Linked DNA regions of Mus musculus: region 1 is linked to region 2. A link is a contact called in public promoter capture Hi-C data. All regions are on one chromosome and are shown on one strand. Each heading gives the region's core, a stretch centred on a gene start, on an enhancer-like site or on the middle of the called end of the contact. The rest is flanking DNA. Distances are from core to core; before and after follow the strand shown.

Evidence for each region. Promoter capture Hi-C pulls out the DNA fragments that hold promoters and counts their contacts.
Region 1: a promoter capture Hi-C map of trophoblast stem cells shows a contact between it and region 2, with 2.5 times the contacts expected there. The contact joins the enhancer-like site here to the promoter of E130309D02Rik in region 2. A contact is called at or near these places in 15 of 39 promoter capture datasets (the 3T3-L1 cell line, 3T3-L1-derived adipocytes, the HPC-7 cell line and 10 more), 3 of 484 Hi-C or Micro-C datasets (the G1E-ER4 cell line, cortical neurons and embryonic stem cells), 3 of 115 datasets of contacts at active chromatin or transcription factors (bone marrow-derived macrophages, extraembryonic endoderm stem cells and vascular smooth muscle cells) and 2 of 9 other capture datasets (adipose tissue and pancreatic islet).

What each region holds. Positions count from the first base shown.
Region 1 is chr5:143,063,916-143,068,864 of GRCm38.p6, reverse strand. It overlaps Rnf216 (ring finger protein 216), which reads left to right. Exons shown (of 17, transcript NM_080561.4): 12 at 1-19; 13 at 470-548. It overlaps Gm43380 (a long non-coding RNA gene), which reads right to left. Exons shown (of 3, transcript XR_003955828.1): 3 at 543-2,079. Among named protein-coding and RNA genes, the nearest start is that of Gm43380, 27 kb to the right of the region's middle. Within about 2 kb of position 2,189, at least 46 of the 459 cell types and tissues checked have an H3K27ac peak or open chromatin away from gene starts, as enhancers often do. A contact at or near this core is called in the G1E-ER4 cell line, adipose tissue and bone marrow-derived macrophages, where this site is marked.
Region 2 is chr5:143,313,071-143,317,418 of GRCm38.p6, reverse strand. E130309D02Rik (RIKEN cDNA E130309D02 gene) reads left to right here and starts at 2,059. Exons shown (of 6, transcript NM_172726.4): 1 at 2,059-2,516; 2 at 3,020-3,241. The coding sequence starts at 2,325. It overlaps Zdhhc4 (zinc finger, DHHC domain containing 4), which reads left to right. Exons shown (of 8, transcript NM_028379.5): 8 at 587-930. The coding sequence ends at 877.

The DNA of each region.
Region 1 (4,949 bases), core at 940-3,439, 250 kb after region 2:
ATGCTGATGAGCTTGTCCGGTGAGTGCTGACAATCTACTCATTCCCCAAGGTAAAGTCTGCTTTTACCAGGCAAGAAGATTCTGTCTGGATTTTCTGGCCCTTCTTGCTATTGCAACAATCAGTTAAGCTTATAATGAAAGCATCTATCGATGGCTCTGCCTACACCTTATTTGTTACCTAGTATTCTAGCCTGTAGCTGAGTCACTGCACCCTGGGAGGGAGGAAGAGTAATGGTTACAAGGAATCCTTGAGAGCTTGAGGTATGTGGTTGACAGTAAGTTTGGACGTTGGCATGGTGCCTGTGTTGTCCCTGTAAGTGCAGTGTAGGAGGCAGCTCAGTCTAGGCTGTAGTGATAATTAAGGAATACAAAGCACTGTCTGCCATGCTTAATCCTCCATCTTGGTAGCACAATCCCAGGAGACCCACCTTTAAACATCTTGAGTGATGCCGCTTTCCTGTTGCTCCAGGTGCCCCTCCTGCAGCTTCCCTGCTCTGTTGGACAGCGATGTGAAGAGGTTCAGCTGCCCCAACCCACGCTGCCGAAAGGTACGGAGGACAGTGGTTTGTGTTTCTAGCACCTTGCTTGAGTTTGGCTTGCACTATGCAGGTGGCCTGTGTAGGCTGATGCATGAGAATAGTTTGCCTCTTCCATTCATGAAGCAAGAGAAGGTTGGTGATGGCAGTTGGCATAGTTACAGAGATGAAATTACTTGTGGAAATCCAATTGCAAAGTTCAGGATTTCTCGTCTATGTCATTTTATAAAGACAGGTGCTGTGAAAATGTGTCTTCTTCTGCTGTGTCGTATATTTTGCTTGCTCTTTTCCCTGTCCTGTACTCAAATACAGCACATACACACCTGTAAGTTAGGGAAAATCTGTATGGACATATAGAATTCTGTAATAAGGTAGTTATACATAAGTCAATTAATATAGAATTTGAAAGGCAAAAAACGTAAAAACTCTTCAAAAGTACTAATGGATTCACAACGTGTAAGAAGTGGCAGGTTTTCCCTGACTGAATCTGCATTTCATAACTACCAGGACCCCTTTGCCATCAGCCGCTGGCTCCACTCCGACAGTCTTGCAGTGAATTAGCCCGTTGTAGGGGAAGGAGTTTCAGTTTATTTGGCTCTGTGCTGTACGTCTGCTTATACCTCTTAATCAAGAAACTGGAGCAGTTCCGAATGACCATCCATTGCAGATGCAGGGACGTGGCGGCCAGAGACCTCATGTGCAATTTCTTAAGTAACCAGATGCAAGTAGCAAGAACTGAACAGCAATTGCCAGGTCTAGGCCTAGGGAAAATAGGAGTTACTAGGCAGTGAGCACTTTGAATCAGGCCAGATGAAAAGTTCTTTATCTGTTTATACAACTTTATAACTGCTTATAGCTAGCAGTTCATAATGCACTGCACATCATGTGTTCTCAGCTTTTGCAAAGGACAGGGCATTTAGTTCACTTTGTGTTCTCCTGCTAAGATGGACACACGCCATGATGGAGAAATGGCTCTGTTGCTACTAAGCTTCAGGTTTGTCTCAGCAGCAGCTTCAGACCCCAAGGGTCAGAGCTGGCTGGACATCTAGAGAAGAGGAGCGGGCTTAGAGTGAGGCCGGGTCAGGCCATGTAGTTGGAAACGGAATGTGAATAAGGCAAGGTGCAGGAGAGTCCTTTGCTTCCATCCACTGCTTCCATCCACTGCATCAATGATTTAATGGGAATATGGAGGGTTTCAGCAGGAAAAAAAACAAGTGCCAACTGTGTGTTTGCCTGGTGCCTTCCAGTACAGTTCTCAGTGCACACTTGCGAAGTGACTAAGTCACCCATTCTAAAGAGACTGAGGCTGGAGAAGGATCGTGGAGTCTGGAGTTTGATGCAGTAGGGAGATGGTTACTGTGCAAATGTTGGGTGGTTCTCAGAGCTTCCATTTGCTCATTCATCTTATTTACAGTATCCACAGTGAAGAGATGTAGCACAGGATATTATAGCTTCCAGGACCATCTGTTTCAAAATTTAACCTTTACCTATAGATAAAGGCACTCATGCTCTAGGTTCTTTTTCTGCTCTTGGAGGAAAGTGTCTGTGGGAGATAAGATAAAAACCAAACCTATAATACAATGCAGAGAGGCATCTGTACGAAGCTGTTTTGTGTGAACTATGGAATAAGCTGCCACTAGATGGCACTAGCATTCCACAAGAAAAGTGCCCTCTCCCCCTTGGGTATTTCCAAAGTAGATGTGTCAGCACAACTGTCTTGTAAGCAGAATGGACAAAATTCTTTGAGGTTAGTGCTAAAGCAAACTACTGTGTGCATTCAGATTTAATGGCAGAGATGGTTGTGCTGTGAGGACATCTGCCTTTTCCTTTGTACTTGCCCCAGTGTGGCGCCCTTTCTCTTCAACAAGATGGTGGAACTGACAGTTAATCCTGGAGGATTTTGTATAAAAAGTGAGCCATGAGCTAATTTTGTCCTATGTAAGACCAAAGGCATCTGCTTTCTCACTGCAGTGTTTGCCAGGAAGCTACACTCAAGTTAGAGTTTCAGGAACCTGTCACTCTGAGATAAGGCTTTGATAGTGGTGCATTATCTGGGAAAGACTTGGTGCCCAGAATCCCTGAAGACTGAGACTTAAGACTGTCCTATAAAATAGGCAGGCTCTCATGGATGTGATGGAGTGTGTATCCAGACCTTCATTTCTCTGGTACACTCTGACATAAAGAATTCATCAACTTGACTCAGCATGTTGCTTTTAACAGTGGTTAAGTATGTTTGATATGGAGTGGAAGAAGGTATATTTTGGCAGGTTCTGAGATGGTTTCCAATATTCTATGGAATACTTTTTCCGTAGGTTCAAACATTTCCCTGTTGAATCTTTCTACCCTCTTAAATATACAAGTCTGCTTCTTATTCCACAGTACACATAGAGCTTTTTCAATGTGGAAAATTAGAAAAATTCTAGTAATGAGGTATAGATTTACCAGTGCACAGTAAGCAAGTACTAAGGAAGGAAAGATGGCCAGTGTAAAGAGTTGTATGAAAATAACATGAAGAAAATCTTGTTTGGATTCTTTCTGTGGACACTGAATGTCTATCGGTTGTGTAATCAGTCACCCATCTCTGCCCAGGATCACTTGAGTTTGGCTTATTCGTCAGTTTCCACCTACATACCCTCTTCCATGCTTGTCTTTCTTACAGTTGTCAGGTCCTGTGACAGCCTCTGTAGCCTTCAATGCTCATAACTCAGAGTCTGTGAAATATTACCAAAATTTACGTCTGCAGTAAACCAGTTTGTTGTTTAAAAAAAAACAAAAAACAAAACCAGCAATCTGCAGCTGCCTGCTGTAGCTGAGTGGCTATGTGAAGAGAATGTAAATTATCCAGCTGTCATTGCCAAGACAACTCTCCAGCTGTGGCACCAGGCCATTGCCACTTACTGGCCACGTACTAATTGGGGAACCTAGCTAGTCTGCTGACTCCTGGACTAAACCAAGCCTTCACATTATCCAGAGATGATGAAGCTTGGCCTTCATGCTCCTTCTGTCAGGGAGGACCTTTAAATCAGGAAGTTACAGTGACAAGAGCCAAAAGTCTTGGTGACAAAAGATTCTGAAGCCTGTAGGTGAGGGCTCACTTACTGGAATAAAGTCCATACTCCATTATTGGAGTCAGAAAGGGAGGAGTTAGAATAAGAAGTCCTTGTTATGAATGTGGTCTGTTCTTCCTGCAGTTTCCAGAGAGGTCGTAGTGAAGAGCTTCAGGTCTCCGGTGCTGTGGTGTTGCTGAGCTTTCTGTGTGTCCATTAGGGATGGAACAGAGCCCTTGACTCACCACTGGTCACTACAGAGAGACTGTGCTAAGTGGACACTGAAGCTTGACACCAGGTGATGTACAGTAGTAGAGCTAGAAACCCGAAGGAAAGCCCCAGGGCATCCCAAGGCCATAACTGGAAGCTGTCCTTCCATCAGACAGCAACAGTTAGTGCAAGTCCCACACTAGCAAAGGGCTTCAGAGTTGCACTGGTTTTGCTCAAATATTTCTGTCAAATTCCACTTTTACATTTCCTGTAGCAGGGGTTAGAAAAGCAGCTCAGTAGTTAACAGCACTTGCTGATCTTGCAGAGGGCCTGGCTTCAGTTCCTGATACAGTTTTGAACTGCCCTTAATTCCAATCTTAGTGATCTAGTGCTGCCTTCTGGCCTCCATAGGCACCAAGCACACACACAGTACACATGCATATATTGCAGGCAAGATACTTATATGCATACAGTAAAAATTAGTCTTAAAAATTTCTGTCAGAACAGCACCATACATCTGTTCTTCATGGGTTTCTTGACCCTGGAATGATTTTTTTTTTAAAGATGGATTCATTGATTGAAATGATTGATTATATGTGTGTACATTGTAGCTGTCTTCAGACACTCCAGAAGAGGGCATCAGATTTTTGTTACGGCTGGTTGTGAGCCACCATGTGGTTGCTGGGATTTGAACTCAGGACCTTTGGAAGAGCAGTCAGTGCTCTTAACCGCTGAGCCATCTCACTAGCCCCCTGGAATGATATTTGACAATTACACAGGCATGTCTGCTAACTGTACATGCCATCCTAGTCCTGGGACGAACCAGAGAACAGGTGTGTGTGTTTCCAAGAGTAAAAAATGCACCAGTGGCTAACACTGCTTACCTCATGTCCCCATTTCTCACTGTGAGTTAAATAAATCCCACATTTGCCATTATTAGCAATGACTGCCTAAAAGGAAGAAAGATAACTTACCCCATACAGGAGAAGAAAATATAAACTAAGACCTTTTGTTTCCCCCTCATCCCTAAAGGAAGTTTTTGTTTTTGTATTTTACCTGCCTTTTCCTATCTAGAGCCATCTACACAAGCTCAGCAATCAGCGAGAAAGCTGAAGGCCCCAGGGATCTAGCAGCAGTTCCCCTGGGCTTTGAGTGT
Region 2 (4,348 bases), core at 810-3,309:
CGCAGAGATGCTGGAGGGGCGGGTACTGCTGTCAGCACTCCTGGCCTGCTGTTCCTGTGCTCGGTGGCTTTAAAGAGACAGTCCTCGCAGGATTTTAGTTTAATGCACGAGCTGTCTCCACATATTTGTCTGTAAACAGCAGACTGGCAAAGTACTGTCTGTGTCTTGAGTGACCTTTCTGCCTGTGTGAAAGTTATCCTGCAACAAGCTGTCACACACACTAGGCTCATGCCTGGGCTGCCTGCCTGTGTCTGTGTTGACTGTGACTCAGATCTATGTTCCAAGGGTCAGATTTGAGGCAACTGAAGTGCATATGTGTGTGTATCTGTGTGCTTGCACTTGTGCAATACATGCATGTGACAGACAGACAGGGAGACAGACAGAGACAGAGAAAGAGAAATAGGGAATTTTGAGTGTGGGGCCTCATGAATGCTGGGGCATTGGCACATTTTTCAGCTGTATATACTGCCTGGTGGGTCAGATCTGATGCAGAAGGTCAGCTGAGTGATGAGTCTGCACCACAGGGTCAGGGCTGGTGCTCAGGCATTGAAGGCTATTTGCTAACACTCTGGTTTTCTGCCCACAGCATCTGTTCCTGGCATTTCCAAGGATTGTCTTCCTACTGGGCTTTGTCATCGTTTTGAGCATGCTCCTGGCTGGCTACTTGTGCTTTGCTCTGTACCTGGCTGCCACCAACCAGACCACAAATGAATGGTATAAAGGCGACTGGGCCTGGTGCCAGCGCTGGCCTCTGGTGGCTTGGTCCCCATCAGCTGAGCCCCGGATCCACCAGAACATTCACTCCCACGGGTTTAGGAGCAACCTTCGAGAGATCTTTCTACCTGCTACCCCCAGTTACAAGAAAAAGGAGAAATAGAGCGGAAGTGCCCTGCCTTTTAAATACAGTGCACACCTATTTGTACACATGGATATTTGTTTTCTCATCATTGTCTGTGTTGGTTTCTGCTGTGTGGGCGTGAGTGGGCTTTAGTGGGGAAAAAGAGATGGGAAGCTAGGCTTGCTGAGTTCTCGTGTCTCCCAGGGCAGATTTCCCTCCTGCCTATATTCTGCTAGATCCAGTAACTTCTGAGGTCCTAGTGTGAGAAGGGTCAAGAGATGTCCAAGGCTCTGGGTGACAAGGAGGCCTTTGCCTCTTTCACTGCACCCTTGGGCGCCTGAACTAGGACCATAAAGTCTGTTCCCTGATGTACAAGAGAGTCTCTGGGCTGTGCCCAGCTGCACTCTCTCCCTGGTCTGTTCTTTCCCAGGCAGGGGCCCTTTATCATCTTAACTAAATCCTCTCAGCCATAGGCCTCTTAGTCATTGTATTTGTGAGCCACACGCAAGACTTTTCCATTCTGTTTAAAATCTCTACTCCCCGATGGGCGGTGGTGGTGCACACCTTTGATCACAGTACTCAGGAGGCAGAGGAACGTGGATCTCTGAGTTTGAGACCAGCCTGGTCTACACAGTGAGTTACAGGACAGCCAGGGTTACACTGAGTACCCCTGACTCGAAAAACCAAAAGAAAAAAAAAAATCTCCAGTCTTCATTAACAGCTAGTTTAGTATAAATTGTAAATAAACCATCGCCCATAGATTGTATAGAAATCTTGAGCTGGGGAGTGGGAGTGTTGTAGGGTGGGAGGGTTTTCAGGAACAGGGAGCACGTGGGCTAAACCTTGTACTAAGATTCCCATAGTCCTCCTGGGCTGGGCTAGAGCATAGCAGTTAAGAGGGTCCAGGAGTCAGGAGAGAATTTGGAAACACTGACCCTGGAACAGAAGGATCAGGGCGTGGGGGTGCTTACAAGCATCATTTGTCCTAGTAGTCGCCCCACTCCCGGGGGCGATCAGAGCACGTCCTGGTTGGAGGGGAGCATGAGAAGGCTTGGGTGCGTGGTGCCGGCTCAGAACACCTCCGAGTGTCTGATAATCAAACACCTCTGAAGCCGGAGAAACTCTTGCGAAGACGGCGGGGCGGGGCCTCGTGCTTGCCCGTGCGGGCTTCACCGCCAGGGGGCGCCCACGAGAGCGCGCGGCCGCAGCCCGAGCTTGGCCCCTGCGGGCCGCCGTCGCCATTCAGCCGCCGGTTCGGCCGAGCGGCGTCGGCTCCCGCGGCTCTGGGCGGCGCCGCAGTCGGACCCCAGGATACTCGCTGGCCCGTGGCGGCGGCGGCAGCGGCGACGATGGTCCCCTGAGCGGGTTGGCGCCTGTTAGAGGCGGGCGGGCGCCGCGACCCTGCCCGCGTCGGGGCCCAGGCCGGTCGCGCCTCTTTGTCTCCGGGCGGAAGTAGGACTCGCGGCGGGGACAGGGCGGCCGCACCATGAGCGACATCCGCCACTCGCTGCTGCGGCGCGACGCGCTGAGCGCCGCCAAGGAGGTGCTGTACCACCTGGACATCTACTTCAGCAGCCAGCTGCAGAGCGCGCCGTTGCCCATCGTGGACAAGGGCTCCGTGGAGCTGCTGGAGGAGTTCGTGTTCCAAGTGCCCAAGGAGCGCGGCGCGCAGCCCAAGGTGCCCGCCCCGGCCGTGCCCTCGCTCGGTGACAGGAGCTCGCCCCGAGGTCTCGCTCCTCTTTCCGCTCCCCCGGCCTTGCAGTCCAGCGGCGTTGCTCAGCCGCGTGCCCGTTTCGCAGGCGTGTGACAGTCGCCCACCAATGAATGATCCGGGGTGGTGGCTTTGTGAACTGGCTACTTAACATCCCTCTGGGATGTCGCTTAACTAGATGCAGGGTTTTTTCCTTTGCTTATTCATAGAGTTAAGCCCCCCCGGGCTTAGGCTTCTGAAGGGTGAAAAAAATACACCCTGGGAAAAAGAATAGATCTGTTTTCCTTTTTCAAACACTGTCTTTCTGTGTACCATGTATCTCGGGCCAGCCTGAAACTCATTATCGGCTAGACTCAGCCTCGTGTGCGCTGGGATTCTAAGCATCCACTTCCCTAATCTCTTAGGGTGGGAGCTAAGGGGCAGGTGGAGGCCCTCTTCTCACAGCTTCTCTTCCGGGTTTGTTTTTACAGAGACTGAATTCCCTCCAGGAGCTCCAGCTTCTTGAAATCATGTGCAGTTACTTCCAGGAGCAAAGCAAGGACTCTGTGCGGCAGATCATTTTCTCCTCCCTTTTCAGCCCCCAAGGGAACAAAGCCGACGACAGCCGAATGAGCTTGTTGGGAAAGCTGGTCTCCATGGCCGTGGCCGTGTGTCGGATCCCCGTGTTGGAATGTGCGGCCTCCTGGCTCCAGGTACTGCTCTCGAAATAGCGTCTCCCACAGTCTCCGTAGACAGGATAACAAGAGTTTGGATGTTCGTAGAGGTCTTTTACACGTGCGTGATGTCATCGATCATCCCTGCCTGGGTGCTACACCCAGTCCCGTTTTTTTTATGGAGCAAACATTTTTTTTGTTTCTTTGATTGACTTTTTTTTTTTGAAAAAAGAATTTGGTATGTAGCCCAAGCTGAATTCAACCCTCATGACCCTTCTACCTGAGTCTCTTGAGGATTATAGGGTCCACGTGTCTGGCTCTGGAATTGTAGCCTTCTTGTACACAAAGTAGTAAAATTAGGATTTGTTTCATTTTGAAACAGGTTCTGATTATGTAGCCTGGGCTGTCCTGGATCTCAAAATGTAGACCAGGCTGGCCTTGAACTCAACCCAGACCAGGTGTCTCTGCCTCCCTAGCATTTGCTATTAAAGGTGTATGCCATCACACCCAGCTTACTTTTAGTATTACTGTGCATGTGTGATGTGTGTGTGGTTGCCTGTGCCACAGCACATCTGGAGAGGCCTGAGGACAGCTGTGTGAAGTCGGGTCACTACTGTCACCTTTTTTTGAGACAGGGTTTCTCTGTGTAGCACTGGCTGTCCTGTAACTCACTGTGTAGACCAGGCTGGCCTTGAACTCAGTAATCCGCCTGCCTCTGCCTCCCGAGTGCTGGGATTAAAGGTATGCGCCACCGCCACCTGGCTTCCTTGGCTCCTTTTCATCTTAAATTTGTAAAATTATTTGTTAATGTGGAACTGTTTTGCGTGGGGATGTTGTGTCTGTGTACCACCTGTATGCTGCTGCTCACACTGTGGAGGCTGGAAGCGGAGCGGGCTTTCGATCCCTGCAACTAGAGTTACAAATGGTTGTGAGCCACCATGTGGGTGCTAGGAATCGAATTTGGGTCCTCTGGGAGAGCAGCCAGTGCCCCTAACTACTGAGCTGCCTGTCTAGCCCCCTACTTCTTTTGTCCTTATGCTGTTACAGAGCTTTCTCTCAGGTTGTCGGGCTTGCAAGGCAAGAGCTTAACTGGCTGAATCCTCCACCATCCCCCACCATCCCCCACCATCCCCCACCATCCTCCAC